Linked DNA regions of Mus musculus: regions 2, 3, 4, 5, 6 and 7 are each linked to region 1. Evidence: chromatin contacts called from public Hi-C, HiChIP or PLAC-seq and promoter capture Hi-C data. All regions are on one chromosome and are shown on one strand. The core of a region is the stretch at or near the end of the contact, and the rest is flanking DNA. Distances in the headings are between cores, read along the strand shown.

Region 1 (4,106 bases), core at 569-3,068:
CCTGTAATTCATGGCTAGGTGTCCTGTATTTCCCAGAGACCACTGCTGGAATCTGGTCTTCACTACACAATGAATATTTTATCCTTAGATGTGGACCATCTCTTACAGGGAGAGTCAGGGGAGGGGAGGCGATGAACTATTTTTGAAATAAATCACACGTGTCAAAGAAAGTGGTACTATCCAAAGAATAAACAGGAGTAGCCACCATTCAGTGGTGGGGAGGACTGTGCTTCACACAGCTTTGTGGCTTAAACTGGAATATTTCTGTTGTTTGATTTATTAATCATGAAAAGGAGCTACAAGAATAGGCTGCCCATCCACCCACCCCACCCCACCCCACCCCACTCGAAGCACTCTTGTTTTGTTGTTGTTTTAATATTTATTTATTTTATGCACGAGTACACTGTCGCTGTCTTCAGATACACCAGAAGAGGGCATCGGATCCCATTGCAAATGGTCGTTAGCCCCCATGTGGTTGCTGGGAATTGAACCTCTGGAAGTCAGTGCTCTTAACCGCTGAGCCATCTCTCCAGCCCCATTTTCTATCTTTTTGTTTGTTTCTTTGATTGATTAAATGAGAACTTCTTAGGCTCTGGGACCGTAGTTCAGAGGATAGAGTACTGGCCCAGTGTATCAGAGGTCCAGTGGCTGATCCCTGGCACCAGGGCTGGTAGCACACAGGCCTGGAATTCAGGTGACTCCAGTTCCATAAGCAAGAGGATCTGGAGTTCAAAACGATCTGCAGCTTCAGCTAGCACCTGGGCTCTATTAGAGCAGGTCCAAGTGGCTACTTTGCGATTATAATCCTAACACATTGGTGACTAAGAAATAAAATTGGTATTTACAAACATTTGTCATGTGGGCACCCAAGTTGAAGGGCTTTCGTTTTTAACAAAACGTATAAAAGTTAAGACAGAGCAAATATAGGGAAACTGGTATCCAACTTAAAAATCCATTCAGCGAGCCTAACTTACTTGGAGACCTCCAGAATAGTAAGAGATCCTGTTTCAAAAAACTAGGTGTATGGCTCCCGAGAACCCATCCCCCACACCACGTACACAATCCATATCCGTTTTATAAATCTACTCTTAAAAATACTGACAGACTTAGGTGAGGGGGGTACTAACCAGCTCTCTGCTCACTGGGACTAAATACAGGTATTTATCATCTAGTGGTAACTCACCCACCCATCTCTTCAATATCCATTTAAAAAACTAATATGCCGGGCTTGGTGCCGCTCGCCTTTAAGCCCAGCGCTCGAGAGGCAGAGACAGATCTCAGATTCTCTGAGTTCGAGGGCAGCCCTAGCTACTTAGCGAATTCACGTTTCGCTCCCCAGCCCGCAAATCCCCTAGCGTTCCTAGGTGAACTGTGGCCGTGTGTGGCTCCAGCCCCGCCTGCAGCGTACAAAGCTGCAGTGTGGACCCCGCTGTCCTGGCCACCGAGTCGGGAGGTCGGCCCGGGGAGGGAAGGGCGTGGCGGCTCTCGGGGCATCTGGGGAGCCGGTCAACTCAGTCCACGTGCGGTGCCGGACCGCCGGCTCCCAATGCTGGCGACGGGGGCGTGGCCGCGGGTACCGGGCAGTGGGGGTTGGAGGGACGCCCGCCCCGCTGTCGTCGATGCTATCCCACGCCCCTCCTGCCTGGCCGCAGACTGCGGGGCGGGTGCTTTTTTTTTTTTTTTTTTGGTTAAACTTTGGCCACGTGAACTGCCCCCCATTCACTTTTGCGCCAATCACGAGGCGCGGACGGATCCCGAGAGGGGCCACGGCACGCCGCCGGCGGGCCGCTTCTTAACGCGCGGTGCGTGACGTGAGGGGCTCCTTTGCAATGGCGCGCTAAGCCGGAGGATGTGCAGCTGCAGAGGCGGCGCAGGGCACCGAGAGGGCGGGCGCAGCGCGAGCCGAGCCGAGCCAGCCGGGGGACGCGAGCCGCGGGAGCCGCTGTCGCCTCGCGCCGGAGTCGCCGGCCGCGCGCGCGGGGCATGGTCCCCTCTTAAAGGCGCAGGCCGCGGCGGTGCGGGCGGGCGCGCGGAACAAAGCGCCGGCGCGGGGCCTGCGGGCGGCTCGGGAGCCGCGATGGGCGCGGCGGGCCCGCGGCGGCCGCGGCGCTGCCCGGGCCGGGCCTGGCGGCGCTAGGGCGGGCTGGCCTCCGCGGGCGGGGGCGGTGGGCTGAGGGCGCGCGGAGCCTGCGGCGGGGACAGCGGGACAGCGGCCCGGCGGGCGGAGGGGCGCGGGCATGGCCGCGCGCGGCCGGCGCGCCTGGCTCAGCATGCTGCTCGGGCTCGTGCTGGGCTTCGTGCTGGCCTCGCGGCTCGTCCTGCCCCGCGCCTCGGAGCTGAAGCGAGTGGGCCCGCGGCGGCGCCCCAGTCCCGAGGGATGCCGGCCAGGGCAGGAGGCGTCGCAGCCCGGCGGGGCGCGCGGCGATGCGCGCGGGGCGCAGCTCTGGCCGCAGGGCTCGGCCGCGGAGGGCGTCCCGCGCGACAGGAACTTTCTCTTCGTGGGAGTCATGACAGCCCAGAAATACCTGCAGACCCGCGCCGTGGCCGCCTACAGGTGAGCCCCCCTTTCGTGGATGCCATCGCCTGCATCCGGCATCCTGGCTGGCGGGCGGGCGGCGTTACGGGTTCCCCGGAGGCTTCTCTGGTAGCTGCCAGCGGCTCAGCGCAAAGGCAGCAGGGCTTAGGATGGTGAGCATCTCTCAAGGGCAAGGCTTTGGGATTGAGTACGCTGGCCTCAGTGTGTGTGCCTCTCAACCTCATCTCCAGGGAGACACGTAAGCTTTCTGTGTTCAAGACTTCTTTGTTAAAAGGAACGAGTCTCCCCCATAAGGTGGTGGCGAAATTCAATGTTGTACCTGCGATAGTGGAGGCAGAGTTATAATTTGAGTCTCTAAAATAGGCACTTTGTCATTTCGAAGGGAGAGCCCGCTTAAATTAACCTGGCTAGGGCTCCTCCGTACTGTACTTTAAGATTCTCACTTTTGGTGAGCGTTTCCACTCTGCCTTTGAGCAACACTCTGGTTTGTTAAGTAGAGAAAAAGAACCTTGAGGAAAAACAGTTTGTGTGATCGATTTAGTCATTGTAAGACTGCAGCCTGGTGTTCCCCAGCGCAGCCACCAAGGCGTATGCGTGGTAGGAAGTAACTGGGCCCTAGTAGGCTAAAGGAGTCAGTAGAAGTGGCAGCGATCATGTTCAGGATTAACAAAGGGATTAGCCAAAGCTGCCTTTAGAAAAGGAGATGGTTTTAGAGTGGAGGGCATGGTTAGAACTGTATTTGCATTGAAGTGAATCTGAAATACAAGAGGGGTAGACCCAGGTGAAGGAAGGGACTCGTGGAAACTTTTGTGTGTGTGAAGTACAAAAACCTTTACTGTACGGGTGAAGTCTGGCGTTCTTCCAGGCAGAGACTCAGTGGCAGGAATGGTTTCAGAGCACGGATGTTCTGGGGCTGAGCTTTGTGAGCAGGGCTATACTAGTTGATGTTTGTTTTTACATTTTTTAACCAGTGCTTTTATAACTTGGCTTTTGAATCCAGTTTCTGGTCTAAGTTTTCAGGCAGCAGACGGTATAAGAAAACAAGCATGGCTGGATCTCTTCTTTCTTTAACTCAAGTGAGGGATTGAGGAAAGAGCAGTTAAAGCGTTTAAAGGCTTGACCACCATTCCTGCTGCTAATGTCCAGAGGCTGCGTCGTGCTAAGAACAGTTCTGAATGGCCAGAGGCCACAGGTGGCAGGCTGTATGTGGACTAGCGGAGTAGTTTGAGAGCAAGTAGGCTATAGTTCTCCAGATGTTCTTTGACTTAATATCTTTGTCAAAAATTGAGGACCAGGGCTGGTGAGATGGCTCAGTGGGTAAGAGCACCCGACTGCTCTTCCGAAGGTCCGGAGTTCAAATCCCAGCAACCACATGGTGGCTCACAAACATCCGTAACGAGATCTGATGCCCTCTTCTGGAGTGTCTGAAGACAACTACAGTGTACTTACATATAATAAATAAATAAATCTTTTAAAAAAAATTGAGGACCAGATGTGGTGGCACCAGTCTTTAATCCCAGCACTTGGGAGGCAAAGCAGGTGGATCTCTGTGACTTCCAAGCCAGCCTGG
Region 2 (4,228 bases), core at 953-3,452, 260 kb after region 1:
AATGAGGGCTGCTGGCAGGGGACTGAGAGAGGGACCCCAGCAAGGCCACAGAGGGACCGACTCCTGTGGTTGAGTCCAGCCTGTGCCAGGCAGTGGGGACAAAGAGATCTGTCCCATTTGTACTAGAGAAACAGAGTGGGAGGCAAGACTTACACACCTGATAGATGCTCCTGCTCAGGAGACATGCTCTGGGTGTGCCCCACAGGGAGTCTGCTGCTGTCTCCTTGTCTGCTTCCTACAGACTGTTGGGACTGATAGAGGCTGCACAGAAATCCATGAGGGGAGTCTCAAACACAAAGACTGAAACCCAACCAGATAGCCACAACCCTTGAGGAAGACCAGAGATGAACCAAATTGCTAGAGAAGTTGGTATTCAGCCCAGTATATATTCTCACAGGATGCCAGGCAGATGTGACCCATGGCACAGGTACAGACAGAGTTCACGTGGAGGTATGGGCAGCTGATAGAGACAGTGTCTGTGAGGGGCAGGGTCTGGCTGAGCTCAGAGTATGAATTTCTCAGTATATCCTTTTGTTACTGCTCTAAATAGGGTAGGGGAAATGTAAGCTAGTCACTGGAATGAGGGAGATCTAGGCTCTCATGGTGAAAGCTAATGTCACCTCATCCTGGGGACAGGCTGACTCAGCACCTGAACCCCCCCCCCCCCATGGAGTGTCTCAGGGCCACTCTCCAGCATCTCAGAGACCCGTCTCTACCCAGAACCAGCTAGAAAAACCAACCAACTAACCAACCAACCAAACAACCAACCAACAAACAACAAAACAAAACACCCAGGGAACTAAATGAAAACCAGAGAAGCTGGACAGTAGAGAAGCAGGTGAGGTACAGAAAGTGCAGAAGGTGCGGGAGTGACCGCTGTGATCTGGAAAGTCAAGCAGAGGCTACAGTAGCAGAGGCAGGGAAGCAGAGACAAGCAGGAAAGAGACACGGAGGGCACAGTTGCCCCGTCCCCACATGTACTCAAGGGGAGTCCAGGATTGCCCTTCCACACCAATATCTGCAGGTACTCAACCTGTTTTATTAAATGATGTAGCACGTGCAGGTGGCATCCACAGGTTACTGATGACACTCAGCACTACGTAAGTGTAAGCTAATAATTGTCCTATGGGAAGCCTTACGAGCATGGGCTCTGAAAGCGGCCAACACAGAGGTCATTTTTTTCCCACGCTTATTTTTGACACTCAGTTGAATGCACAGGTGGAGCCACGGATTGAAAAAGGAGTGGGTTCCTTTTTATCAAAATAAGTCTATAATAAAAAAATTTTAAAAGTGGGCGTGGAGGGATGGGTCAGGGATAGAGTTCTAGCTGCTCTTATGGAGGATCCGAGTTCAATTCCCAGCACTCATATGGCAGATGGCCACTATCCATACCTCCAGGCCCAGGGGATCTGACACCCTCTTCTGTCCTCCTGGGGACACCAGACTTGCATGTGGTACACAGTCATACATGCAGACAAGACACTTATATACATAAAATTAAATAAATAAATTCTCAAAAAATCAAATAAAAATAAAAATTTTTAAGAATTATCTAATACAATCTACTCTAAGAATATAATTGAATCGGTGAGAATAATTCCCAAATTGAATTAAGACAAGTTCTCAGAAATGGCAGGATACTAGGCAAGAAATTGGAAAAGGAAGTGGGAAATGTAGAAAAAGAAAGAAGAATATAAAATATAAAGAAAAGAGAAAGGAAAAAAAAAGCCAAGTCAGCTCCATTAAAGGAGTAGTGAAATAAAATCTTAAGGAAAGACAGACTGACCAAAATTGAGACATGGAAGCCAAGGGGTGGGATGGATTGAGGGAGGCAGGAGGGAGGGAGGGAGGGAGGGAGGTGGGAGGGAGAGAAGCAATCATGAGGCACCATGAGCAGCAGCTGGAACAAGACAAAGCATGCACCAAAGAATAGAAAATAAATAAAATAAATAAAGTCATGGGACCAGCCAAGAAAAATGGGACTTCTCGAAGAGGCGTTGAGCTCCAGGTCCCGGATAGGGTAAGTACAACCTTGTCAGGTAAGCAAGCAAGGCCACTCTCTGACAGATGGTTTGTGCCAAACACAGAGGAAGCAACCAAAGGGGCCTACTAGCCAAAGAGGAACAATTTAGCTCATAGTGATACTGAGAGGGTAAAGCCCTCATTGGTTGCCTGTGAAGGATACTCAGGAGCTGACTCACCATAGAAAAACAAACAGGGAAGAGCCAAGAGTCCTGACATTCCCCCATAGCTGACACCAAAGGAAGCACAGAGAAGATGCTGCCTAGAGATGCCTATCTGCTAATCCCTGAAGAAGGATCTAAGAGCACCCTTTCCTCTTGTTGAGACAGGATCTGATGTAGCCCAGGTTGGCTTCAACTCACTGCAGAGTCAAGATGACCTTGAACTTCTAATCTTCCTGCCTTTGATTCCTGAGTGCTGGGGTTATGGGTATTTGTTATCACACCTGGTTTCATAAAGAACTGGGGATCAAAGCCAGGATTTCCCACTGTGTACACACTGGAAAACCCATCAGGACCTTAATAATGACACCAGTTAAAAAATCTCTGGGAAAAAAAAAATCTAAATATCAAAGAGAGACACCAGACATTCTTTAACTCCTGAGGCAAAGTAGGAGGGACATGCACAGACCCCTGGTGCTCTTGCCAACAAATCTCCCTGAATCTATCCAGCCCTCCAGGTCCAAAGAAACCGTGGGGAAGAGGAAAACAAGCCAGCCCACACAAGAATGCAAAGCCAAGATCCAGACAGTGGGAACCGGCAAAGATCATGTGGATTTATCAGCAATGAAACTGCACAGAAAACAGAAATGAGGGAGAAAATAGAAAGTAAGAGTCTTAGGACAGTGTTGCTCTACAGGACACAGAGACAACACCAGCCAGCTGAACTGGAGAAAAACAGTAGTTAAAATGAGTGAATAGATAAAGGAGGCACACACAAATACCGATTAGATAATATTAATGGAATTTTTTAAAAAAAATTTAAAGTATGCATGTAATGTGCCCTGAATGCTTTTAGACTTCTGAAGTTGTAAATCTGTGTGTAGGTCCCAGGCATCTGGAGAGAGGTAGAGCATTCACAGACCAAGACGGGCCAAGTGTAAATTAGCTGACGCCACGTGACAGACACCATGGAGTTTATTACATTAGTCTCTTTCATTTTGTGATGCACACACACACCACACACACAACATTAAATGGAGAGAAAGCATAAAATGTTACACAGGCTAAAGGTTTATGGATGAGAAAGCCACCACTGTGAACTCAAGCTTAAGAAAGCATAGCTCCTCCTGTCCAAACACTAGCCAGGCCCGACCCTGCTTAGCTTCTGAAATCAGATGAGAACAGAGACTCACAGAGTTGTGTGCAGTAGACAGAACCTGTGGTTTCTGAGCTTAAAAAGTAGCAAGGGGAAGCGGGCATCTGTCTGTTCTTTGGAAGAAAAGGAAACTAGAAGACAGGGAGTGGGTGGGAAGGTGGGAAGGCAAGGTTTTCATTGTATTTTCTTTTAAGCTTCTGAATTTTATGTCGAGAGTAACAATTAAATTTTTTTTTTTGCAAGAATCCGGATGCCATTATGCTAAAACACTGGAAAACTATATAGACAAAATCAAATCAAGAAGCAGAAGGTCGGGGCTAGAGAGATGGCTCAGCGGTTAGGAACTCTGGCTGCTCTTCCAGAGATCCTGAGTTCAATTCCCAGCACCCACATCTGTTTAAGTAGGCAAAATATTATATGTCTTTCCTTAGAGAATGTGACAGGCACTGTCAATCCTTGGCATCTGGAGGGATTGGATCCAGGCTTCTTCTGGATGGCAAAACTCATGGATGTGACAGCTTTTGTGTCAAGTGTCATACAGTATTTACATAGAACCTATGCAATCCTCCTGTAGACTTTAAATCTTTTCGAAATGATTTACAGTAAGTAAAAATCAATACCATACGAAGAGTTGCCCTTTATCCTGGACAGAAACAGAGCCTATTTCCTATGTAGGCTCAATCTGACCTTGCTTCCTGGCTTGTTTTAACTTGTAGGAGATGGTCAAAGTACGGCTGCTTTAGTTCTGGGCTGGAGCCTTCTGAAAGCCTAGAAGCTCCTGCCACTGAACTCTGGAACTGTCAACTGTAGGTTGTGCTAAAGAGGAGAAAGTCACACAGAAGATCACTGAGGGAGCAGACGCATGGATGAAGCAAGAAGAATGCTCAGC
Region 3 (4,333 bases), core at 1,106-3,605, 460 kb after region 1:
CAAGTTCACTTACCTGTAGGGTTAATTTTTCACTGCGTAGTGCTCCCTCCAAAACCACTGCTCCATAAAGAAGCTATACAGTTCTGTTCTTGTGTTAGTATGATGGGTATCCCTTCCTCTTTTAGGGTGTGACCAATCCCTGCCACCCTTGGAGCAAAGTGGTCCCCATGGAAAAGGAGTCAAGAGCTCAGCCTTGAAACAACAGATGCTACAGGCTTCCTCCCCATGGGATGGGATCAGGGTGCTAGCTTGCACCTGAGGCAGCACACAGTCCTTACGGGACTGTCTTGATGTAGTCTCCGGTTAGGAGAAGACTCAGACAACAGAAAGGAAACAGCAGTCATTGTCCTTCTTAGGAATTCACACAACAACTTTCTCACAGGGAAACACATTGGCAAAGTTTTACCTGGCCACAGGTATGAATGCCAGACTTCCTGGAGATCTTAACTCTACCAAGAATAGAAGAGCCAGCATGCAAGTAGCTTCAAGGTACACACACCCTTCCTTTCTCTGTGCTCAGTCCTTAACCACTGGGACCCATTCTCTGGCTGTCCTCTTGGGAACCCTACATATACATAAGGCTCTCCGTGGCTTGGCAAAAAAAAAAAAAAAAAAAAAAAAAAAAAAAAAAAAAAAAAAAAATCCCTGTTTTCTCAAGAATACAGAAGAAATCTTTAGCTCACTTTTTCCCCCCTGGGGACATCCTGTTAAAAACAAGTAGCCAACAAGTTGTCAGAGGTAAGCTGGGACTCTTTTCCGCAGCTGCTCCATCTGAGGGTGAAGATCCGATACTGGGTCTGGGATCAGGGGTTGGGACTTGAACGTACCTGATGGTCTTAACTGCTACCCTGGAAGTCCGAGTCTAGCTAGCTGCCTTTCCGTGCACATCTGACCACAAGTCTGAGGAGTCAGAGAGGTCGGAAACATAGCATAGCGGCAGAACATTTGTCTAGCATAATAAATGCATCTATGTGCACATTATTATTGTTATTGTTGTTGCTGCCTTTTTTTTCAAGACAGGGTTTCTCGGTGTTGTCCTGCCTGTCCTTGAACTCACTCAGTAGACCAGGCTGACCTTGAACTCGGAGATCTGCCTGCCTCTGCCTCCTGAGTGCTGGGATTAAAGGTGTGTACTGACTGACTCTATGTGCACATTCTTGTACAGGATACTCATTCCAGTGGGTTACTCTTATGGGACTACAGAAAGAGCTGGAATGTCTAGGGGTGTTGACTTAGCCCCACCCCTGCGGTTCTCAAGCAGGGCTGGTAAGGAGCTGGAAGTCTCAGTTCCAGACATTGATTTCCCCAACCCTAGGTAAAATATGGGTCTACACATGACAGTTAAATGATGACACAAACATGCTTTTTGTCTCAATTCATCCCTACAGCCCTCTTTCAGTCAGTTAGCACCCCAAACTTCCAAGTAGAAATACTCAGAGAGGTTAAGCAACTTGTCTGCCATGACACAGCTTTTGCTACTTGAGTGTGTTCCTCACCTCATAATCTTACCCTACTCCCTACCATCACCCCATCACCCCCACCCTCCCAGCGCTAGAGAGCCCTAGGCAGAAGGCCTCAGAATTAACACACATTAGCTGGAGGAGGACCCTCAGGAGTTCGCTGGTCTCATTAAGGCCTGGACACGTGTTTTAAATTTCCTTTTCCAGAGCCCTGGGGGAGACTTGTTCCACGGTTCCATAGACAGCAGCTGTGGATAGAGCTCATTTCCTAGGGCCCCCACTCAGTAGATTCCCTATCAGATCTATCCTCTGGGCCACTGTAGTTGTGCCTGGTGAGGAGACAGCCATGCCTAGTGCCAGTTCAACCTTTGTTTGGAACCATGGGGCCATGGGGTATAATATGGAGCCAGGGTCAACTGGTATCCAGCAATGTACTCTTCAGGTTTAAAAAAAAAAATGGTTTCAGGTCAGGAGCACTTGAGCTTTAGACCCAAAGTCCCATATTTTCCAAATCTCAGGCTTTCCTGTGGGCATGCCCCCAAAGAGCCCTGTCCCCAGCACTCCTTCCCTGTGCTGGTGATTTCCGTTCCGGGGGGGACCCACGGTCAGAGCTAAGGTGGATCCTGCTGTCTCTGCGTCTCTGGGAGTGTGGAAGGTCAGCTTGAATGATTCCGGAAGTTCTATGTCTCGACTGAGAGAGATGGACACTCCAATAAAGCCACCAAGTGATGTTTGTGTTTCAGAGGGTCATGGTTCCCAAAGACAGTGGTCCAGGCTGAGAGCTATAGCCTGGCGGGGGACCTGGGTAGGCCAGTCCAGATTCGCCATGTAGGAGGCGCGGGGCAACAGTCAGTCGCCAGGGAAGCTTGTGGTCTGAGGAGGCAGGGGAGTCAGCAGTGGGTTGGGTGTTGGGCAGAGTCCAAGCCTAACAACCAGCATTCTGGTCCCAACCAGTGAGCCACACAGAGATGCGGCTGGGGTTGAAAAGAATGTCTGGGTTTTCATCAGGGGCTGGAAATCCTGGTTTTATGTGACATTCCCCAAATTTGGTGACAGTATCAGCATCTGATTTAATTTATAAGCAACAGAGCGACCCCAGCCAAATAAATATATCTATTGACTGACTGTGGCCTCCCCTGTCGGTGAAAGGGTGTGGGAGGGGAACACTGAAATGGATTATTGGGAACAGGGAGTTTATTAGAAGAGTTATTAACCCCATGGATAGACAGAGAGGCAACAGCATAGTGTGGGTCCCAGAGCCTGAGACAGCATGGTGGGTCTCTGAGGAGAATCAGAGCTTCTGTAGAAAAGATGAAAGTCTCTTAGACCTTCCTGAGGATGGTGGGATGTCCCAGTACAAGCCTGAATCCCAGGCAGGAGGCAGGGAAGCATGGAAGGAGCAGGATGTGTGGCTAGTAGTCTCTTTGATGTAAACCCACTTCCTGGGTGACAGGGCTCCTGGCTTTGGGAAGTGTGTTAATGGGAACTCACAGACAAGGTCTCGGTAGAGTGCTTGTACTATCTGTGTGTGGGGGAGCTGCTATGAAGTATTGAGACCTGAGCAGCAGCTAGAGTCTAACATTACTCTCTTACAGTCAGCTCTCAAAAGCGGGGCATGCTGCTGGGCCAGTCACACATCTCCAAGTCTGTCTCCAAGGCTGAAGGGTGAGACAAGGGTTCTTAGGGTAGTGCTTCTCAACCTTCTTCATGCGGTGGTCCTTTAATACAGCTCCTCAGGTTGTGCTGACCCCCGACCATTACGTTACTTTAATTGCTGCTTCACAACTGTGATTTTGCTACTGTTATGAATCATAATGTAAATATTTGGATTTGTTTTTTTTTTTCCTGATGGTCTTAGGTGACCCATGGGAAAGGGGGCGCCACCCACGGGTTGAGAACCTCGGTTATAAGATGCTATCTAAGGATTAGGATCTGATATATTCGAGGCAGTTACTCTGTGGGTGGGAAAGAACCGAAGGGGCAAAGTTTATGTCTTTCTCGTTCTGGCTTTCTGGACAGGAGGCTCAGGAAAGTCAACAAGCCAATAAATGCATAGTAAAATGTCATATTACTGAAGTCATGGGAAGAACAAATTAGGACCTTCGGGAACAGTCCCCAAATGTCAGGGATGTTCCATGGGTAGTAGGAGAGCCTAGATGTCCTCTGACAGTATTGTGGGTGCCCAGGTTACGCCCATGGCAAGTGCTGGCTACAGCCCAGAGACTTGGTGCATGAGAGCATCGCCCTGTGAGAATGGAAAGCACCATAGGATGGGGAAACCTTCTAGGTAGGAGGCAATCTGATGAGATGCCCCCTCCACCCCCCAGCACCTATTATAGACACTCGTCAATCTGCTCCCAGCTGGGGGGCAGCCTACTGGGTCTCTTCTGCAGGACTTAGAGAACCTCTTGGACTGCACTTCCCTTCTGTGTTTAACCCTACTTGAAAGAGTTTCCCTGACCCAAGAGAGTGTATGTCACAGTCCAAACCCATCTGTTAACTGAGTAGGTACCAAGGAGTAAGGTGAGGGCAACTTCTGCTTAGGGAGGCCTCCACTCTTGGTGGGGTGACTTGGCAGCCACTATATGAACATCCAGAAAAGTAGGCTGGTTCAAAGAGCTCAAAGTCACTTCTTGTTCTTGGACCTCATATAGCATTGAGCTATGAGCCTAGTTGTAGAGCCTCTTGCACCCAGGCTCATGTTACCCATTTCAGAACAGCCCCTCTAGAAGGTCCTGGGATTTCAAGGTCACTAGATGTAACAGTTAAGTCTGCCTTGTGTCCTCTGTGGTCACACACTTCAGGATTCTACCAGCTGCTGTTTTTCCTTTATGACTCAAGGTGGAAACTGAGGCACAGAAAACATCCAAACT
Region 4 (3,778 bases), core at 940-3,439, 340 kb after region 1:
TGAGTGGGCAGTGGGTTACCCCATAAGCACCTGTCCAGCGCCTGTTCACAGCGGACCAGCTCCTTCCTTAGGAGCTAGTTCGCTCCACCCCATCCTCCGTTGCTCTAACACGTTACCACTTAACCCCTCCCCTTCCGTAGCATATTCTATCTTATCGCGGGGCCAAAAACAACAGAGTCAAACAAAAGCCTACCTCTGAAACCAAAAACCAAAAATACGGAGCCCTTCTTTTCAAGGTGTTTATTCAGTGTTTTGTGACATCTACGGAAAGCTGATTCACTTCATGAGGAGCTATTAGAATGTGAATGAAATGCAGACTAGATAGACTGACTGTAGTGTCCACACAAAGGAAAGCGCACACAGTGAAGGGCGCGAGTCTAACCTCGGACAAGTGAGGACTGCAGATGCTAGTCTCATGGAGAGAGACGCCATCCAGAGAAGAATGTATAAGTTATGACCCCCATTTAAGTCAGGTTTAAGTCAGGACTCTAGTGTCCTTGTGGGGGTGCTCACAGGAAGGGGCTGAGAGCCTTTAGGAGATGAAACCCGTCTCACCCTTGATCTTGGTGTTGGTCACAGGACAAGGCAAACAGCAGACTGTGTGAGGATACCAGAGATGTAGCTCCGTGGTAGAGTGCTCGCCTAGCATGCCCAGGACCCTACGTTCAAGCCCCAGCCCTGGCAAAGAGAACCCAGGAAAACGCTTGAGAGATGTGTTCACTTTATATCATACCATGACTACCGAGGAAAATGAAACCAACCCCAGTGGCTTCGCTCATAGGCCCTGCATCTTTCTGGAGCGTTCAAAGACATTTCCCATTAGCAATGAAGAATTGACCATCTCTCCTCCCAAACAAACGAAAATAGTACACATGTCACATTCGTCCTGGATTTTGAGTCTTTCCAGGAAGAAGTAGTTTTGGGGGAGGTGGCATTCCGTTCTAGAACCTTCTCTCTCGGAGGAGGGATCCCTGCCCCTTCCCCCGCACTGAGGTCTGAACAGCAGCAGTTTCAGCTCTCAAATATCCCGGCATGGAGTTCTCATTACAGTCTGGCTTCAGGAAGTGAATAGCTAAGCTCCTGACCTAGGTGAAAGGTGGTGAGAACAGCTTCTAACCAGTTTTTATTTTATTATTCATTTATTCATTTATTCATTTATTTATTTATTTATTTATTTATTTATATTTTAAGTTTTGGAAAGATCTCCCTCAGTCACCTCTCAGTTATTAGGTATGTTCAAAAACTGCCTAATTATATATTTGAACAAGAAGCCCAAGAAAAGAAACTTAAAAAAAAATGTTGTTTCAGTCTTCTGGATAAATAAAAATAAACGTGTGGGTCTGAGCTTTAAATAAGGATAGTTTATATTTTTAAATGTCTAATTATATATCAGTTTGAGCAATTTCTGCACATCGTGGTAAAAATAATAATAATCAGCGTACATGATCCCCTGAAAGACATAAATATACGGATACATACAAAACATGCCTTTCTTCTAGTTTTGCCTCGAGTCCTAGTCAATAGAACCGCTGTTTCTTCACGAGCGTTTGTAGCTGGTGCGAATGTTCTAGGTAAAAAGCTTTGTGAGAGAGGTCATTGAATGGCAGTAAACTTCAAGAGCCAGAAATGTTTTCTTTTTCTGATGCTTTTGATAATAATCTTTTACCCTCGCCCTCCCCACCTCCACTTCTACCCCAGACAGCATTTCTTCCATCAGGATGGGTAAAAAGTGGATCCCTTCCTGGTTTCTCATTGTTCCTATAACATCTATGCCACGCCCACAAGCCCAGAGAACGCCCCCATGAGAAGCGCTGCTGCCAGGCGTCCCTTCCCTCTGCTGCCAGGCTCTGTGATATCGGATATGACATGAAAACTAAGAGAGCGGGGGGGGGGGGGGGGGGGGCAGAAACACTGGGAAACTAAATCTGTATATTTTATTTCAAAGGGAAAACTCTTCATTAATGTCCCTCTCTGGCCTCATGAGACATGCTGTACACGGGTATACTTTTTTTTAATCAAGGAAATTAAACTTGCTTTAGGGTGGGATGAAGCGGCTGAAATGCCTCTTGCCAGAGAGATCAGCTTAAATGAATGAAAACGCACTTGCCGAGTGAAATCTGACACCACACAGGAAATGATGAATGGGCAGCCCCTCCCCTCCCCCCCACATCATTTTAGGGAGTGCTCTGCAGGCAGCACCCTTCGCCCTAGTTCAGAAGCAAGCAATGCACTTTCAAATGGTGAGCCAGGCGTGGGTGCTGGGACACGGGAGTGAAGGATACAAGCCTCAAAAGCGGCTTGGATTTCGGTCCCTCTTAAGGTGTATTGTGTATTTATACTCACTAAAATCTTTTAAAACTCTTAATAGTAGTCATAGTTCAGTAGGAGTGCTCTTCCTACGTTTCTGGCTAACATATTTATGGCTTTGTTCTCCCAAATAACCATGGAAGATTGTGTGAGAACCAACTGGTTGGCTATTCATTACTTGATTGATTTGTGTTGGGAGGCCAGGCTTTGCTTATGCTTGGCAAGATGTAGCTACCCCTGAGCTGTATCCCAGCCCTTGATTTATTTTCAGTCTCCACATGTGATGAATAATATTAAAATTAGCACAAGGACGCATTCTAGTTTGTCTGTTTGTCAGCTGGCATAGGGAAAAGCCTATGTGCTTATAAACAGGTTTAGATGCATGTTCAAAACTGGGCATTTTATTGGCTATATCAAATCTCTCATTATATAGGCAAATGGCTGTCATTATGATATCTCTTTTTAAGTTGTCTGTTCAGGAATCTTCAGAACTTGCTGGAAAAATAATTATTCAGGCCTTGCTCTGTGGCTGTCTCAACACCTGCTTGTGTCTGGCTCCATCCAGGGCACTGTTGGACACTTGAAGGTCTGAGAGAGTGGTGAGAGAGAGGGCCTAAGTTGATGATGTGGACAGAATACTACCCACTTCCATTCAGATACCATGCAGCCTGAAGGTCCTTTCCAGCAATGGCCTAAGGTTATATTAAGACTAACATAAGCAAAACTGGGGTATTATCTTCAAAAAGTTATATTGTGATTGAAGCCAAATCTATCTTGGAATGCTGCCTGCTTGTCCTGCTGGCCTTTCATAAAGGCAGGCCACGGTCATGGTTGGTTACACATCGCCCTGAGCTTTCCACCCAGCTTTGACTCTTATCTCTAAGGTTCACTGCTGAACCCTTGGCTTGTTCCCTTTCGGTGAGTCCTCAGAAGAATGGAGACAAAGCTTTCTTCCGGAACGTGAATGTTCCGAAACACAGACAGGACGCTGGGCTTCTCTGCTTCCAAGAGAAGTGTCCTCAAGCCTGAGCTGATCCCGAACGCACGGAGTAGCTGCCTCTCACACAGCTGACATACAGTCTTATCAGATAACTGCTCTAGAGAGTGGGAGACTGCTGGGATGGGAGGGAAGACTCCAGACCTGCTGTCTCTGAGCCCTTGATCCTCCCTTCTGTGCCCTAAGTGCTGTACCACAGTGCATTGTATCAGCATGGTCCTTCTCCATGGCTGTACAGCAGCTTCTCCTTTGTCCACTCCCTGCTTCAGGGACCAGGGGCTGATGAAAGTGGGCCAAACACAGCCAGGAGGCAGCAGCATCAGGTGGCCCGTCCTTCCAAAGACAGGACAGCCTTGGGTTCTCAGAGCCCCCTCTCCACTGTGACTGCCCTGGATAACGTGTTCCAGGTGTTCGACCTCAGAACAAAGAGGCTTTTCTCTGTTGCCTGAGAATGGAGCGTCCTTGCTGGTTGCA
Region 5 (3,916 bases), core at 1,182-3,681, 320 kb after region 1:
CTCAGCTAAACTCAAAGTGTCTAGGTTTTCAGGAGATTTGGGGGAATTTTATTTCTCATAAGAGGGATGGCAACATTTTGTATTTTGGTGTATTGGAAACCCTGAAAGAGAACCTCTCCGACTGGGAGAGACTTGATAGAGAAGTCCCTAACATGGAAGAGGCTGCCACCTCTAGGATCAGTATGGGGAACCCCAGAGGACCCTCCCTCTCCTCATGGCCTTGCACCCACTGTAAAGGTTTGAGAACAAATGAAGGAGCTTTGATAAAGTCATCCTTCTGGAAGCTGGTAAACCGCCCTGCCATTGCCTGGGCTCCATCCAGTCCTCCGTGCTGCAGGAGCACAGTGAGTCAGGGAAACTGCACACCTCTGCTGGCTCACAGGCCTCACAGCCCACTACTTGTCCCCAGTCTCGATTCTGCTCTTCCACATCTTTGGCTTCCATCCTTAGCCCAGGACACCCTGATGGTACAAGACTCACCTTGGCCTTTTTCATTGTTCTGAGGGGTCTCTGCAGAGGTGCACAGGAAGCCCAGAGGGAGCAGGTTGGAACTAGTAAGGGGATGAAAGGTGTAGCTAGGCACCAGGCAGCTGGAGCTAGTATCTCCTGGAACATCCCTGGGGCCGAGGGTCGCAGCTCTCAGTCCCCTGCATCTTACCGTGTTCCACAGTCTCCGCCAGACACCCCCAGACCTTCAACCCTCAAAGGGGAGGGGGCTCTGTCAGAACCAACTACTCCTCTGACAATCTCCCAGGATCCTCACCATAAAGGCTGCATCTTTAAAGTGTTCCAGGAAATCGCCTAAAAAGAGGCAAACTTTTCCTGCTTTGTAGCCAGACAATTGTGGGAGGATTCCGTAAAATCCTAAGCGAAGAGGCGATCCTGCTCACTTTCTGGCTGCTGTGGTGTTTTTTACAGAACTGTAAAAAACAAAACAGAACAGCCACCGCCAGAGCAAGAGAGGATCATCGAAATGAGGTCTGAAAAATGAAGCCATTATTTGCTCCTTTCCCAGCCCCGATGTTGAAATTCTCCCTCCGAAGCTGACACGATCGAGGAAACTACATTTTAAAAAACTTTCAGTCTTCCCAGGACTGTGCCTCTCTTGATTACAGAGCCTTCCTTGGGAAAACAGTTCATGTAAATGTCATGCAATTTATATGTCGGCACGGCCGACTTCAGGGGGACTAAGTACCAACATATCAGAATCTGAAGCCCACACATAGCGACCTGCCACTTTCACCTTTTGATTAAAATTATTCAAGAGGGATAATTGCTACTTTTGAAAATAAAAACCCATGAAGGCGGCTTCTTAGCATCGTGTCAGCTGGAGTTGAGCTCGGTGGACAAGACAGGAAAATAAGAGGGGTTGAGGTTTCCAGACCTGAAGCCGATGGAGCGCTGTGGTCCCTCAGACGCCCGCCAGTACACCTAGCAGTCAGAGCAGCGCATCTCTGAATTTAGACTTGTTCTTCCTCTCTGAGCCTTCTCTGCTCCCAGACATCATTGTCCCTGAAGCTCTGGGCAGGTGAGCTCACCACTATGCTAGTTCCAGCCTCCCAGGAAAGGGCAAACACCACCAGGCCTGCCTATGGTCTTGTTCAACCCGCAGCTCCTTCCCTGGGCCCAGATCGAGAGGCCTTGAGGAGTACTCCTCAATGACGTCCATCTTTCCTCCCCTGCTCTCCTGGTAAGCTGGGATCAGACTGAACACAATGGACAGGACGGACGGAAGGACGGACGGGGTACTAGACCCTTCTCTCATTGCCCAGGAAGACTTACTTCCAAGTTGCAGTTCCTGGTGTGCCTCAAACTCATCCTGGAGTGCTCAGGTATCTCTAGCCCCCCTCCCCCGCCCCCTAACCCAGGTCCTTCAGCCCAGAAAGCCCTCTACCAAGAAGTCGCCCTATGCCCATTCACCAAAAGCACCAGCACTCAAAGTGGGCGGTGGCCCGGACACTGGGGGTGGGGGTGGGGGCGGCTCTGCAGGCTGCAACTCCCGCACCGTGGGCGCTGCACTCACTGCATCGCTCCTGCTCCTCTTCTGGCTTTGAGGCTTAGATCGTTCAGCCAGAGGTGCAGGTTTCCATTCTGGGGTGCCCCTCAAAAAAGTGCAGTTTCCAAGGAGCCGGCCCCCACCAGAGACGCTCAGGTGTGGGCAGCTCCCTGCGGACTCCCAGCACGGTTGTATCTTGGTCCCCACTCTCCCTACCAGGCTGCTCGGCGCAGGAGTCCCAGGCCGTCGAGTCGACAGCGCACCCTCCTCACCTTGGTGAACTTGACCTCCAAGTTGCGGATGGGGCGCGGCAAGGCAGGCGGTTTCCCATCCGGCTGTCCGTTTTCCACAGCCCCGTTGGTGGTAGCCATAACTGGTTCGCACTCTCCGGTCCGTGTCCCCGACGCACCAGCTTGGCCTGGGCGGTGCGCAGCCTGCTCTGGGTGACAGCTCCGCGCCTTTATGCAGCGCCCCACGCCTCCCGCCCAAGGGGGCCGCCTAATTGGCTGCAGGACGGAGGAAGGGAGGGCGGGCGCGGGAGAGGAGGAGGGGACCCGGCCGCCGCTGCTACCCCTCCTGTTGTCCCTGCCCCTCCGGGAGCGGGACGGTCCCAGACCGACCTAGGCTGCGGCCAGAGAGCTCTGTCTGCGCATCGCTGGGCGGCCACACCGCGGGCTTCCGCAGCCTAGTAGGCTGCCCTTCTGCGAACTTGGGGGCCGGGGGCACCAAGGCCGGGAATTCCCAAGGGTCGGACATCCGTCAGGGCAGGGAGCCGGCTCGTAGCGATCGCAGTAACAGGCCTCTCTCTGGGCAATCTCGAGATTTTGTCAGAGGCACCTGCGGTCCCCGGACCACCGCAGCGGCTCTCCAAAACTTCGGCGGGAGTGAGCGCTCTCTCCGGGACCCTGCGTTGTGCCTCCCAGGATCTAGACGTCTTGTGGTCACCACCCGTGGCTGCCTCAATTTGGGGTCCAACTGCCAGAAGCCTGCGCTCCATCCTTCCCAAGCTAGGGCCGCCAGCGGAGGAGGTCTACTCTGAGCCTGGCTGGCAGGAAACTTCCGTCACACCCACGACAGCAGGCTAAGCGACAGCTCTTATGCGCAGCCTTATGGAGTTTTGCGGCTGATGGTCCTGTGACCTTCATATAAGTACGCACAACCCTAGGGAGGCAATTATTTTAATTTTTCAAACGCACAAATTAAACTTCCGTTTTAAAAAAATGGAAAAAAAATCCCCAAAACAAAACATGAGATCTTTGCAGCTAGTTGCTTTCAGACTAAAAGCTCTTAATGTTTATGTTGCTCAGAACTGCCAAGAGGGGCTGTGGGAAAGGCATGTCCAACTCGTTTAGGAAACGCTTCTTTCAGCCCAGGACTTAAGACTTAAGCTTCATCCGAAACCCGGAGAAGTGTCTCACCCACGTGTAGGGTGGCTGCATCAGGGGGTGAGGCTTGAACTCCCCACAGAGGAGGGGGTTTAGTCCTTAGAGAGATTTGGCCATGTGCTTCTGTGTAAGGTACCTCCCTCTGCCTGTTCTAAGGACTCAGCCTCCATTTCTGTTCCCCATGTCCTTCCTCACTGTCTTGTCACTAGGAATCCTTCTGGATAGTGGAATAAGCAGTAAACCTTCAGAAGGCCCTATTTGAGCTGTGCCCTCTCAGACAATCTCCTGCTATTAAGGATTGAGCATGCAGGTGAGAGTGGGGATGGGGGGCTGTGGGCCCCCAAATGAGCAAGGACTGACAGGCTTCTGAGAATCTTCCTTTGACACTAGGGTCACCAACATTCTTCCTCCATCTTTCCTGCTCTTTCTGGGCTCCCTGGACATGTAGCTGGTCCCACAACTCCCACCTTGGTCTATAGTAAACATCTGGGGTGTCTCATACTAGGTCCCCTGGATGCTGAGTCCTGCCATCTGG
Region 6 (3,915 bases), core at 109-2,608, 300 kb after region 1:
GGAAATCCAAGCACATAATCACATTTGCAAGGAAATCCTGGAGGGGAACTCCAGGAATAAAGGCCATACGGGAGCCCCGATGTGGGGAGAGGTGAGAATGGGTGGGAGTGGAGATAGTGAACCCCTTCACTGTAGTCCTTTGTACATGGTTAGGGTCTAGAGCGATATGCTTGCATGCCCACAAAATGTAATGAAAGAAACCCAAACACGTCCAGTTCCCAGCCTTCTCTGTCTTTCTCTGGGTGAACCACATCTTGGTTCAAAAGTCCCAGATGGGCTGGCGAGACACTTAGTGAATAACGGTGCTAGTTGTCAAGACTGACAACTGGAGCTGAATCCTGGGCCCAGCAAAGATCCACACAGGAGAAGTAGGCGGCTTCTGGCCTCCATATCCTTGCTGTGGCATGTGCATCCCTCCTCCCATACACAAATGTATACACATACAAAGTAAATAAATAAATGTCACTTAAAAACATTTTTTAAATGTGGGAGGGGGAGTACTTATGTAACCAAACCCTTCTCTCCTCCTAGGGGGCCAACATAGCTCATTGGCGGAACTTCATCAGGCCTCAGGTCTTGGCTGGCTGGAACTAAGTTCTACCGGCAGACCCCATCTGTTCTGCAGGCAGCATGGGTCCCTGTCAGAACCCCTACACACCCATGCTCCACTCCCCCCGATGAGCCCTCATAAACACGTTGTTTAAATCTAATAGCCATCCGTGAAATGTCAGCTGGTGCCTACAGTACAGGAAGGAAGATCTGGCAGGAAGGGAAATGACAGGGCAGGGCACAGCACCAGAAGTGAGAAAAGATGGCCCCCACAGGACCTCTGCAGAGGACGCCTCCGGATCCCGAGCAGGCCAGGTGGCTTCCTTGCTCGGCTGCCAAGTTAACCCAAAAGATGATGGAATGTTCCAGCAAGCGGTCTCCAGCCCCCAGCCCCTGATCTAGGTCAGCAAGCTCTTCCACAGGCCTGAGACACACAGGAGTGTTTAGGCAGCTGGACAGCCTTGCAGAGTAAAACCTTACAGGTCTGTGGAGAGGGGGAGGGGAAAGAACACTTACAGGATCCTAACTAGTGTCCGGTTAGACAGTGTAAGTGAGTTCCACAGGGACTGTGCACAGAGAGCCCAGGTGGGATGGACAAACAGCCCCTCCCCGACCCACTCCACGGAAATGTCACACCAGAGATTTGGGAAGAAAAGGACAGAACCGTCAGGAGAAAACGTTTCCCATCTATTTCAGCTCAATGCTACAATTTGTGGATTCAGTACTGGTTTGTGGTCATGTGTGCACAGACACCATGGGCTACCCTGTGACAGGACTGTAGAGTTTGTGGTTGAGGCTGGGCATGAGGAATGCACACAGCTTCCCCACCAGGGACATGTGACACCAGTGCCACAGAGCACATGGGCTGCAGTCAAGGTTGGTGTCACCTTGGACAGAAAATCCTCCTCCATTTCTTGTCCAGCCAGCATCCACACAGAATAGCTAAGCAAAACTGATAAGGATGCCCTGAAATCACGTGGGGATGTGCATCTTCTAGGTCAGAGAGTTGCCAGTCGGGGCATATCTGCCTTTGCTGAGTTCTTCCTGGTGATGCTATACCCTCCATTTACTCCCATTTCCCAGATGAGAAAACTAAGGGCTGGAACAAACAACACAGAACCTCCTTTGGGCTCAGAAGTATCCTGTGTAAACATTTGGTGCCAATCCAGTGTGCCTCTAGGATAGACAGCAGGGAGTAAGTCGTGGATATGACTGGAAACCTGAGGGCTAAGCAGGAGTCTGACAAAAACAGAGTTGCCACCATTCTCTACTGCAGTGGAGACGTGCGTGCGCTTTACAAACTTCCTGGTTGGAGCTATTCCCATTCCCAAACCAGGCTTGCAGAAACCTGTTCCCACTACCCAGGATACAGCCCAATCCCTAGAGTCTCTTCACCCTCCGGTTACCGAGGGTTACTTCACGCTATAGTGCATGTGGCCTTGCAGGCCCTTGAGTCAAGCTTGTCAGTCATTGCCCTGACTGTCTCCCTCTTCGGCAGGGTTCAGGGAACTCTCTCTATCCCCCCTCCCCCGCTTTGAAGGCCACCATATCAAGAAGGCTGTGAAGGCTTCCCGATATGGCTACGGCAGATAGCCTCGTGCCCCGGATGCACTGGCTCCTCCCTGATTCCCCGAGGATACCGCTCCATTTCCTCACAGAAACAGTTTTTTTCTATCAGCTTCTAAAGAAAAGCTTTGAGTGGACAGCACAAGCCAGTTCTTTTCCTTGGAGGGGGAATCCTGTCTGTGACCATGCTTCTGCCTAGCTCAGTCCCTGCAGGAGCACCACACATGGGGACATGTCTGTTGGTGGGTTACCTGAGGCCCCTGCTCCGTTTTGGCATCGAAGGGGTCTCCAACTGGCCTCTTCTTGGCGAACTCCACACTCCTCCTCACAAACTCCCCGTAGACCTGCTCTTCCACGAACACCCTGGAGGCCGCTGTACAGCACTGGCCTTGGTTGAAGAACACTCCCTGGTGAGCACACTCGACGGCCAAGTCCACTGGGGGTGGGTCGGGGGAGGCAAGAGGAAGCGATTAAGTTGTTACAACAGGCCTGACAGCTGCAACTCTAATTACCCCCACAAGAAAACAGGGCCCAGATGACTGCATTTCAGAAACTAATTTTTCTTTCTTGGCGCTTCCCAAAGGAGAGGACGGGGAGAAGGATTTTTAGATTCACCAAGTCAGAGTTAAGTAAGTCTGGAGACTCAGGCTCTCTTGGTGCCTTTAATGTGCTAATGAGTGTCCAGTGGGAGCACTTTCCAGTTTAACTGTCCATAGAACTCCCCACCCCAGCTTTCCTGTCCCTAGAGGGACTGACTGTATCTCAGCAGGGTTGGACCAGGACAGTCTCACAAGGATCTCAGACCTCCCTGCACCCCACCCCTGCATCTGGGCCAGGGGCCAGGTTAGCGTGGCCCCTCCTGAAGACATCAGTTAATTTTCTGGTCCCTGGTGGGAACCAGGAAGGATGAGTGAAGTGACAAAGTATTGCATGTCACCCTGAACATTATGTCAGGATTTAATTTGGGAGAATGGCACTCCCTGGAGGAGGAGGCCCAAGGAAAAAGGGGAGCAGGCTCTGTTTTCATGACCCTTGGGGAACCAGCCCCTACTTAGGGTTCCCCTCGTCGGTATAGGGACAGCAGGTGGGGCAACACAAAACAGGACTGGCTCTTTGGGAAGGGAGATTGGGACCCTAAGTGTGAGTCACAGGAGGGCTAAATACAAAACTGTTCCAGTGACTCTGGGAGCAGCATTGCTCAGACCAGAGATGGGCAGATCCTCTCCGCAGCCTCTCTGGGAAGAAGAGCGAGTTCTTCCTCACTCTCCTCTCCCACTGAAAGTCAGTTTTAGGGAAAGAAACCGGTCCTTCACATTGTGTTATCATTTCTCAGGGCTATTTGCCATTCCAGCCTTATCTGGGCGCGGAATGGAAGCCTTTGATCTCTGCAGCAGGGATTTCTGGCACGAGGGGACAGTGGGGGAGGCTGTTCTCTATGGCATGGGTGCTCTCAGGTCTTCCATAAGTGACCCAGTGATCAGAAGATGAATGCTCACCGTGGTCCTTCCTGCCCTCTTCTGGACACAAGCGCCAACAATAACATACACACACTTTAATACTGCGTCACCCAGCTCTGGCAAGGCACAAGTTGTGCCCAGCTGTGTGCCAGAGAAGAGCCACACAGGAGTGACACCCAGAGCATGGTTTTTTATGTTTTGAAGGGTCAGCAAGGCTGTCCTCTGGTGTGCCAGCTGCTGTGTCAACTCTTTCAAGAGCCCAAGAAGACTGTAGCCTCAGTGGCTTAAAGATAGAAAACTGGACGCCCAGAGTGGAGAGCCTGCCTCCTCCTTCCCTAGCCCA
Region 7 (4,040 bases), core at 307-2,806, 490 kb after region 1:
CAAAATACAGAATGGTATTTGAAGCTTTTAAAAAAGAATAGTAAACTATTAAAGCACCATGGGAAACTTGATAGAACCAAATGGAATTGCCAGGAAATAAGCACCATGATCAAACTTTGTAACTCAGTCAACAGTTTTACAAAAGGCAAGACGAAGTCAAAGAAAAAGTTGGGGAATGGAAAGATGGGTCCATAGAAATCATATAGAATGGAGTAGAGATAAAAAACAAAATGAACCAAAATAAAACAGGGCTGGAGAGATGGCTCAGCGGTTAAGAGCACTGGTGGCTCTTCCAGAGGTTCTGAGTTCAATTCTCAGCAACCACATGGTGGCTCACAGTCATCTGTAATAGGATCTCATGCCCTCTACTGGTGTGTTTGAATACAGCAACAATGTACTCATATAAAAGTAAATGAATCTAAAAGGGGGGAATGACTGCCAGTGAAAACCTTGAAGTCTCCTCATCTGTCACCCAAGCAAATAAATGTCCTTAAACAATAATCCAGGGTAACAGAACTATGGAGCTATGGAGGACAGAGTTTAGACAGAAAAGTCCAGCATGTATTAGTGAGAGTCAGAGGAGGGGGGAGAGACTGTGACAATGTCAATATTTGAAGGCCAAATATTTTTGGCCAAACTTTTTCAGAACTGGCAAAAGCTTGGAATACATCCAGGGACGGCGCTCCTTAATAAATCCATAACAAGATTTCTTTGGCTGTCATATCATTGTGGGTGTTTGAAAGACATAAGAAATTTAAAAATTGTATTAAACAAGATCTACCCCACCCCTCCCTGGAGTGTAAATCCAATGCCAATGTGATAAGACACTTCAGGATAAGCCCCACTCAGGGACGGGGGAGGGGGGAAGACCATAACCTGAAGCCCAGCCGACAGGGCGTGGAGGGTGTTCTTGAGTTAGAATCTTTTCAATCTTCCCCAAAGAGGCATGAATTCTCTCTCTCTCTCTCTCTCTCTCTCTCTCTCTCTCTCTCTCTCCTTCCCTCCCTCCTTCCCTCCCCCCTCTCTCTTTCTTTCTCTCTTTCTTCCTGTCTTTCAAGTCAGTATTTTGGTAAAAATGTGTAATTTCCTCAGAGCATGAGAAAGAAAATCCCACACGGTCCTATATCAACAACACGAGCTAAGGCGCCAGAAAAACCTCACATACTCTGTCTTGTCATGAATTACAATCATTGTTCTGGGAATTTTCTCAAGGGTTGGCTTTTCTTCCTTATAAACAAAGCTACATATCATTCTTGAGGCTGTCTGGTCACTGGGATGCAGGCAGTTGCAGCAATTTTATTTTTCAGGCCAAAGAGTGATGCCCAAGTTGTCCCCAGTAGAGCTCTCCTCATCGAAGACCCATACAGACACACATTTCTCTAGTCTGTCCCAGACCTTTTAGGGGTGGACTCAGAAGTCCTCCTTCTCCAGCTCCACAAGACTGTACTTCTCTTTGCCTAAACATATCACAACAACACAGCTAAGGCTTCACAGAGCTATGAGTAGGGACGGAGCTCCTGAGACGCCTGGCTCAAGGACCGGTACGGTCTGTTCCCAGTTTGCAAGTTAGCCCTGCAATGAAGTTTACAAGACAAAGTTTAATGACCTCTTGGATAAAGAGAAGGAGGCTCAGGGACAGCTTAAACAAACCGGACTGAAAAACAAAGGAAATCATTGTTGGCAAGGCTCTGAGTCATCTTCACCCCTGCTTCCCCACCCGTTTCCTTCCTGTTAGTGATAGCCAGGGGATTCAACCTTTCCCATAGGTGGTCTCAACGTCCTACTGCTAAGGTGGGCATATGGTTTAGGTGTGTGCCCCAGGGGCACATATGCTGAGAGCTTGATTCTCCTCAGTATGAGGATGTTAACAGATCAGTAGACAATTCAAACTTGGGGCCTAGCGGGAAGGTCTTAGCACTTTGAAAGCATGCTTTGGGGAAGGGTTAGTGTAGTTACCCTGTATCCTCAACTCCTTCTCAGTCTCTAGAACTGACTTCCTTTTTATCTATCTATCTATCTATCTATCTATCTATCTATCTATCTATCTATCTATCTATTATCTATTCATTTATGCTGCCATGTGTCCTCTCCCTCTCTCATGAGCTCCCACCAAGATGTCATCTGTCCTGTTACAATATAGCCAGATAGCCAGACAGGCCCTGACCAGAACTGAACCTAAGCTGTTTGGACATTCATCATTCAAAGTGAACCAAATAAACATGGCTTTATATACCACCTGGACTCAAGTGTATTTACTACAGCAACAAAAAAAGGACTAATTCTATGACCTGAGCAGAGGCCCTGGCTCCTTTAGAGCATGGTAGGGGAGCTCCACCCCCTTCAGTTTTATTACCAGTTCTGCTGCTGGTGATATTGGGTTATTTCTCCCATGAAGACAAGACTGACCACAGCAGATAAACAGTCTATGACTCACAGGGATTGCCAGCCACCTTGAGAGTCTGCTGTCTACAGTGTCTGGGCTCTCCCCTTTTCTTGCCCTCCCCACCACACACTCTTCCTTGCTCATCAACCTTCAGTGGCTTCTCATTATTTCCAGTCTCAGGACCAGACTCAGTTGGTCTAGTTTTCAAGGCCTTTCTTCATCTAATCCCGATCACAGTCTAACTGGACTCTCAAAATTCATTTTCTCTTCTGGTTCTGAGCCTGGGGTGCCCGAAGGGGTGTTTGGAAATGCGTGCAAGCATTGAGTTGATACAAGGGTGGAGGTGGCAACTGGCACTGGGTGGCAGGGTCCAGGTGTGAGAGTTGCCCTCTGGGGCCCAAGACAATCCCACACACTGATTGCCATCCATGATTCCTGCTGAGGAATGCTGCTTGATACTGGCCAGTCCCGGTCACTTCCCACCCATCAAGCCCATTACATCCACTTCTTGTTGCCATCCCACCCCCATTTCTTTGTGTTCTACCAGTTGTGAAGACCTGCTTGCTGGATGTCCATCTGAAACCACCATCTCCTTCAGGCCTCAAGCCACTGTCGACACGAGAGTCGAGTGGGCAGACCTGAAAGGTATGGATGTTGGACTCATACAAACCCATGTGTGAATCTCACGTTACCATTTTACCCATGTTACCCAGGGAGAGAGCCACTTCCTCCAGCCAACCCTCGCCTCTAAAACAGCCATGGTGACAGTACCTGCCATCATGTGAGAAGGATCCATGAGAGTTGAACATTACAAGGTCAGGTAAAGTGCTTAGCATTACGTAGCACGTGGTCAGAACTCCAGTGAAGCCATTATTTAAAAGACTCCTTTCAAATGAAGTTCGTACTCAATATGCCCCCACAGAGTTGCTGTTTACCCTACTAAGACTTCGAAGTTTCTTTATTCTAGACAAGGACTGCACAGAAAGTGTTATTTCTGTTGTTGTTCTTGTTATTGTTATTTTTGATTCTTTTTAAAATTCATCCACAAAAGCTGCCATCAGATATAAGCTACTAAGAAACTACAAAAGAAGAGTGGTCTCCTTCTGCATGGCCCCTGGAATCCTTCTTGTCAAGGTGCCTGGAGATCATGCTTGGTTATGCTCCACAGGTGCACAGCTCCAAGGAGACCAAAGAGTAGAAAGGTGGCTCTCTACATCTCCTTGAGGGCAGAGACTCCCTCTGAGGAACGGTGCCCGATGAATGCTAAATGTGAGATGTCACATCCTGGCATGGACCGTTCCTTGCCGAGACCCTTCCAGTGTCTTTCTCTTCCTTATCTGCTTCGGCACTAATGGAATTCTGTTGAGTAACACATGGCTGTTCTCCATGGTTTTCAGAAAGGCTATTGTCTGCTCATCAAGGAATGGCTTCATGGCATGTCCCCAAGGCTATGAGGGTCACAGATATGCAAGGATGTATGTGAGTGTTTGGGACTGACTGGCCTGGGCTTACTGGCCACAACCTAAGTCTCTATTTTCTTTGAGCTGGCTCTCAGCCCATATCGAGGGGATGACTGATGAAAGGTAAGGGTGTGACTTTCTCAGCAATCCTTAATGATGAAAGTTGAGGAAATCCCCAGTAAGAGGTGACCAAGAAT

The links. Promoter capture Hi-C pulls out the DNA fragments that hold promoters and counts their contacts. Hi-C and Micro-C count contacts between places; a contact is called where the count stands out from the background. HiChIP or PLAC-seq counts read pairs in DNA pulled down with a chosen protein or histone mark.
Region 2: a Hi-C map of bone marrow-derived macrophages shows a contact between it and region 1, with 29 read pairs. The contact joins the enhancer-like site here to the promoter of Chsy1 in region 1. A contact is called at or near these places in 11 of 39 promoter capture datasets (the C10 cell line, the HPC-7 cell line, cranial neural crest and 8 more), 2 of 15 datasets of contacts at CTCF or cohesin (CD8 T cells and large pre-B cells), 3 of 484 Hi-C or Micro-C datasets (bone marrow-derived macrophages, embryonic fibroblasts and embryonic stem cells), 18 of 115 datasets of contacts at active chromatin or transcription factors (the 230-238 cell line, CD8 T cells, bone marrow-derived dendritic cells and 12 more) and 5 of 9 other capture datasets (adipose tissue, embryonic stem cells, liver and 2 more).
Region 3: a FOXA1 HiChIP or PLAC-seq map of pancreatic cancer cells shows a contact between it and region 1. The contact joins the enhancer-like site here to the promoter of Chsy1 in region 1. A contact is called at or near these places in 6 of 39 promoter capture datasets (the 3T3-L1 cell line, embryonic stem cells, hippocampal neurons and 1 more) and 1 of 115 datasets of contacts at active chromatin or transcription factors (pancreatic cancer cells).
Region 4: a contact with region 1 is called in a promoter capture Hi-C map of the HPC-7 cell line, with 6 times the contacts expected there. The contact joins the enhancer-like site here to the promoter of Chsy1 in region 1. A contact is called at or near these places in 8 of 39 promoter capture datasets (the 3T3-L1 cell line, 3T3-L1-derived adipocytes, the HPC-7 cell line and 4 more), 4 of 484 Hi-C or Micro-C datasets (the HPC-7 cell line, bone marrow-derived macrophages and palatal mesenchyme) and 5 of 115 datasets of contacts at active chromatin or transcription factors (embryonic forebrain, embryonic hindbrain, embryonic stem cells and 2 more).
Region 5: a promoter capture Hi-C map of embryonic stem cells shows a contact between it and region 1. The contact joins the promoter of Aldh1a3 here to the promoter of Chsy1 in region 1. A contact is called at or near these places in 13 of 39 promoter capture datasets (the 3T3-L1 cell line, 3T3-L1-derived adipocytes, the C10 cell line and 8 more), 7 of 484 Hi-C or Micro-C datasets (the HPC-7 cell line, bone marrow-derived macrophages, embryonic stem cells and 2 more), 9 of 115 datasets of contacts at active chromatin or transcription factors (T-cell acute lymphoblastic leukemia, craniofacial prominence, embryonic forebrain and 6 more) and 2 of 9 other capture datasets (adipose tissue and liver).
Region 6: a promoter capture Hi-C map of the HPC-7 cell line shows a contact between it and region 1. The contact joins the enhancer-like site here to the promoter of Chsy1 in region 1. A contact is called at or near these places in 15 of 39 promoter capture datasets (the 3T3-L1 cell line, the C10 cell line, the HPC-7 cell line and 11 more), 1 of 15 datasets of contacts at CTCF or cohesin (the NIH/3T3 cell line), 108 of 484 Hi-C or Micro-C datasets (the 4T1 cell line, the 63-12 cell line, the AML12 cell line and 68 more), 18 of 115 datasets of contacts at active chromatin or transcription factors (the 230-238 cell line, T-cell acute lymphoblastic leukemia, bone marrow-derived dendritic cells and 15 more) and 3 of 9 other capture datasets (adipose tissue, embryonic stem cells and liver).
Region 7: a contact with region 1 is called in an HNF4G HiChIP or PLAC-seq map of pancreatic cancer cells. The contact joins the enhancer-like site here to the promoter of Chsy1 in region 1. A contact is called at or near these places in 3 of 39 promoter capture datasets (the 3T3-L1 cell line, hippocampal neurons and liver), 1 of 484 Hi-C or Micro-C datasets (cranial neural crest), 1 of 115 datasets of contacts at active chromatin or transcription factors (pancreatic cancer cells) and 1 of 9 other capture datasets (embryonic stem cells).

What each region holds. Positions count from the first base shown.
Region 1 is chr7:66,107,674-66,111,779 of GRCm38.p6, forward strand. It overlaps Chsy1 (chondroitin sulfate synthase 1), which reads left to right and starts at 1,819. Exons shown (of 3, transcript NM_001081163.2): 1 at 1,819-2,554. The coding sequence starts at 2,238.
Region 2 is chr7:66,367,084-66,371,311 of GRCm38.p6, forward strand. All of the region lies in intron 2 of Lrrk1 (leucine-rich repeat kinase 1), which reads right to left. Among named protein-coding and RNA genes, the nearest start is that of Mir7057, 13 kb to the right of the region's middle. Within about 2 kb of position 2,203, at least 99 of the 459 cell types and tissues checked have an H3K27ac peak or open chromatin away from gene starts, as enhancers often do. A contact at or near this core is called in adipose tissue, bone marrow-derived dendritic cells, bone marrow-derived macrophages and 6 more, where this site is marked.
Region 3 is chr7:66,567,101-66,571,433 of GRCm38.p6, forward strand. No RefSeq gene overlaps it. Among named protein-coding and RNA genes, the nearest start is that of Gm33570, 13 kb to the right of the region's middle. Within about 2 kb of position 2,356, at least 14 of the 459 cell types and tissues checked have an H3K27ac peak or open chromatin away from gene starts, as enhancers often do. A contact at or near this core is called in pancreatic cancer cells, where this site is marked.
Region 4 is chr7:66,448,397-66,452,174 of GRCm38.p6, forward strand. No RefSeq gene overlaps it. Among named protein-coding and RNA genes, the nearest start is that of Gm33515, 22 kb to the left of the region's middle. Within about 2 kb of position 2,190, at least 96 of the 459 cell types and tissues checked have an H3K27ac peak or open chromatin away from gene starts, as enhancers often do. A contact at or near this core is called in 3T3-L1-derived adipocytes and the HPC-7 cell line, where this site is marked.
Region 5 is chr7:66,425,046-66,428,961 of GRCm38.p6, forward strand. Aldh1a3 (aldehyde dehydrogenase family 1, subfamily A3) reads right to left here and starts at 2,432. Exons shown (of 13, transcript NM_053080.3): 1 at 2,269-2,432. The coding sequence starts at 2,367. Gm33515 (a long non-coding RNA gene) reads left to right here and starts at 3,602. Exons shown (of 3, transcript XR_391552.2): 1 at 3,602-3,691.
Region 6 is chr7:66,403,608-66,407,522 of GRCm38.p6, forward strand. Aldh1a3 (aldehyde dehydrogenase family 1, subfamily A3) reads right to left here. Exons shown (of 13, transcript NM_053080.3): 9 at 2,367-2,551. Among named protein-coding and RNA genes, the nearest start is that of Lrrk1, 17 kb to the left of the region's middle. Within about 2 kb of position 1,359, at least 23 of the 459 cell types and tissues checked have an H3K27ac peak or open chromatin away from gene starts, as enhancers often do. A contact at or near this core is called in CD8 T cells, the HPC-7 cell line and liver, where this site is marked.
Region 7 is chr7:66,599,640-66,603,679 of GRCm38.p6, forward strand. No RefSeq gene overlaps it. Among named protein-coding and RNA genes, the nearest start is that of Gm33570, 20 kb to the left of the region's middle. Within about 2 kb of position 1,557, at least 56 of the 459 cell types and tissues checked have an H3K27ac peak or open chromatin away from gene starts, as enhancers often do. A contact at or near this core is called in pancreatic cancer cells, where this site is marked.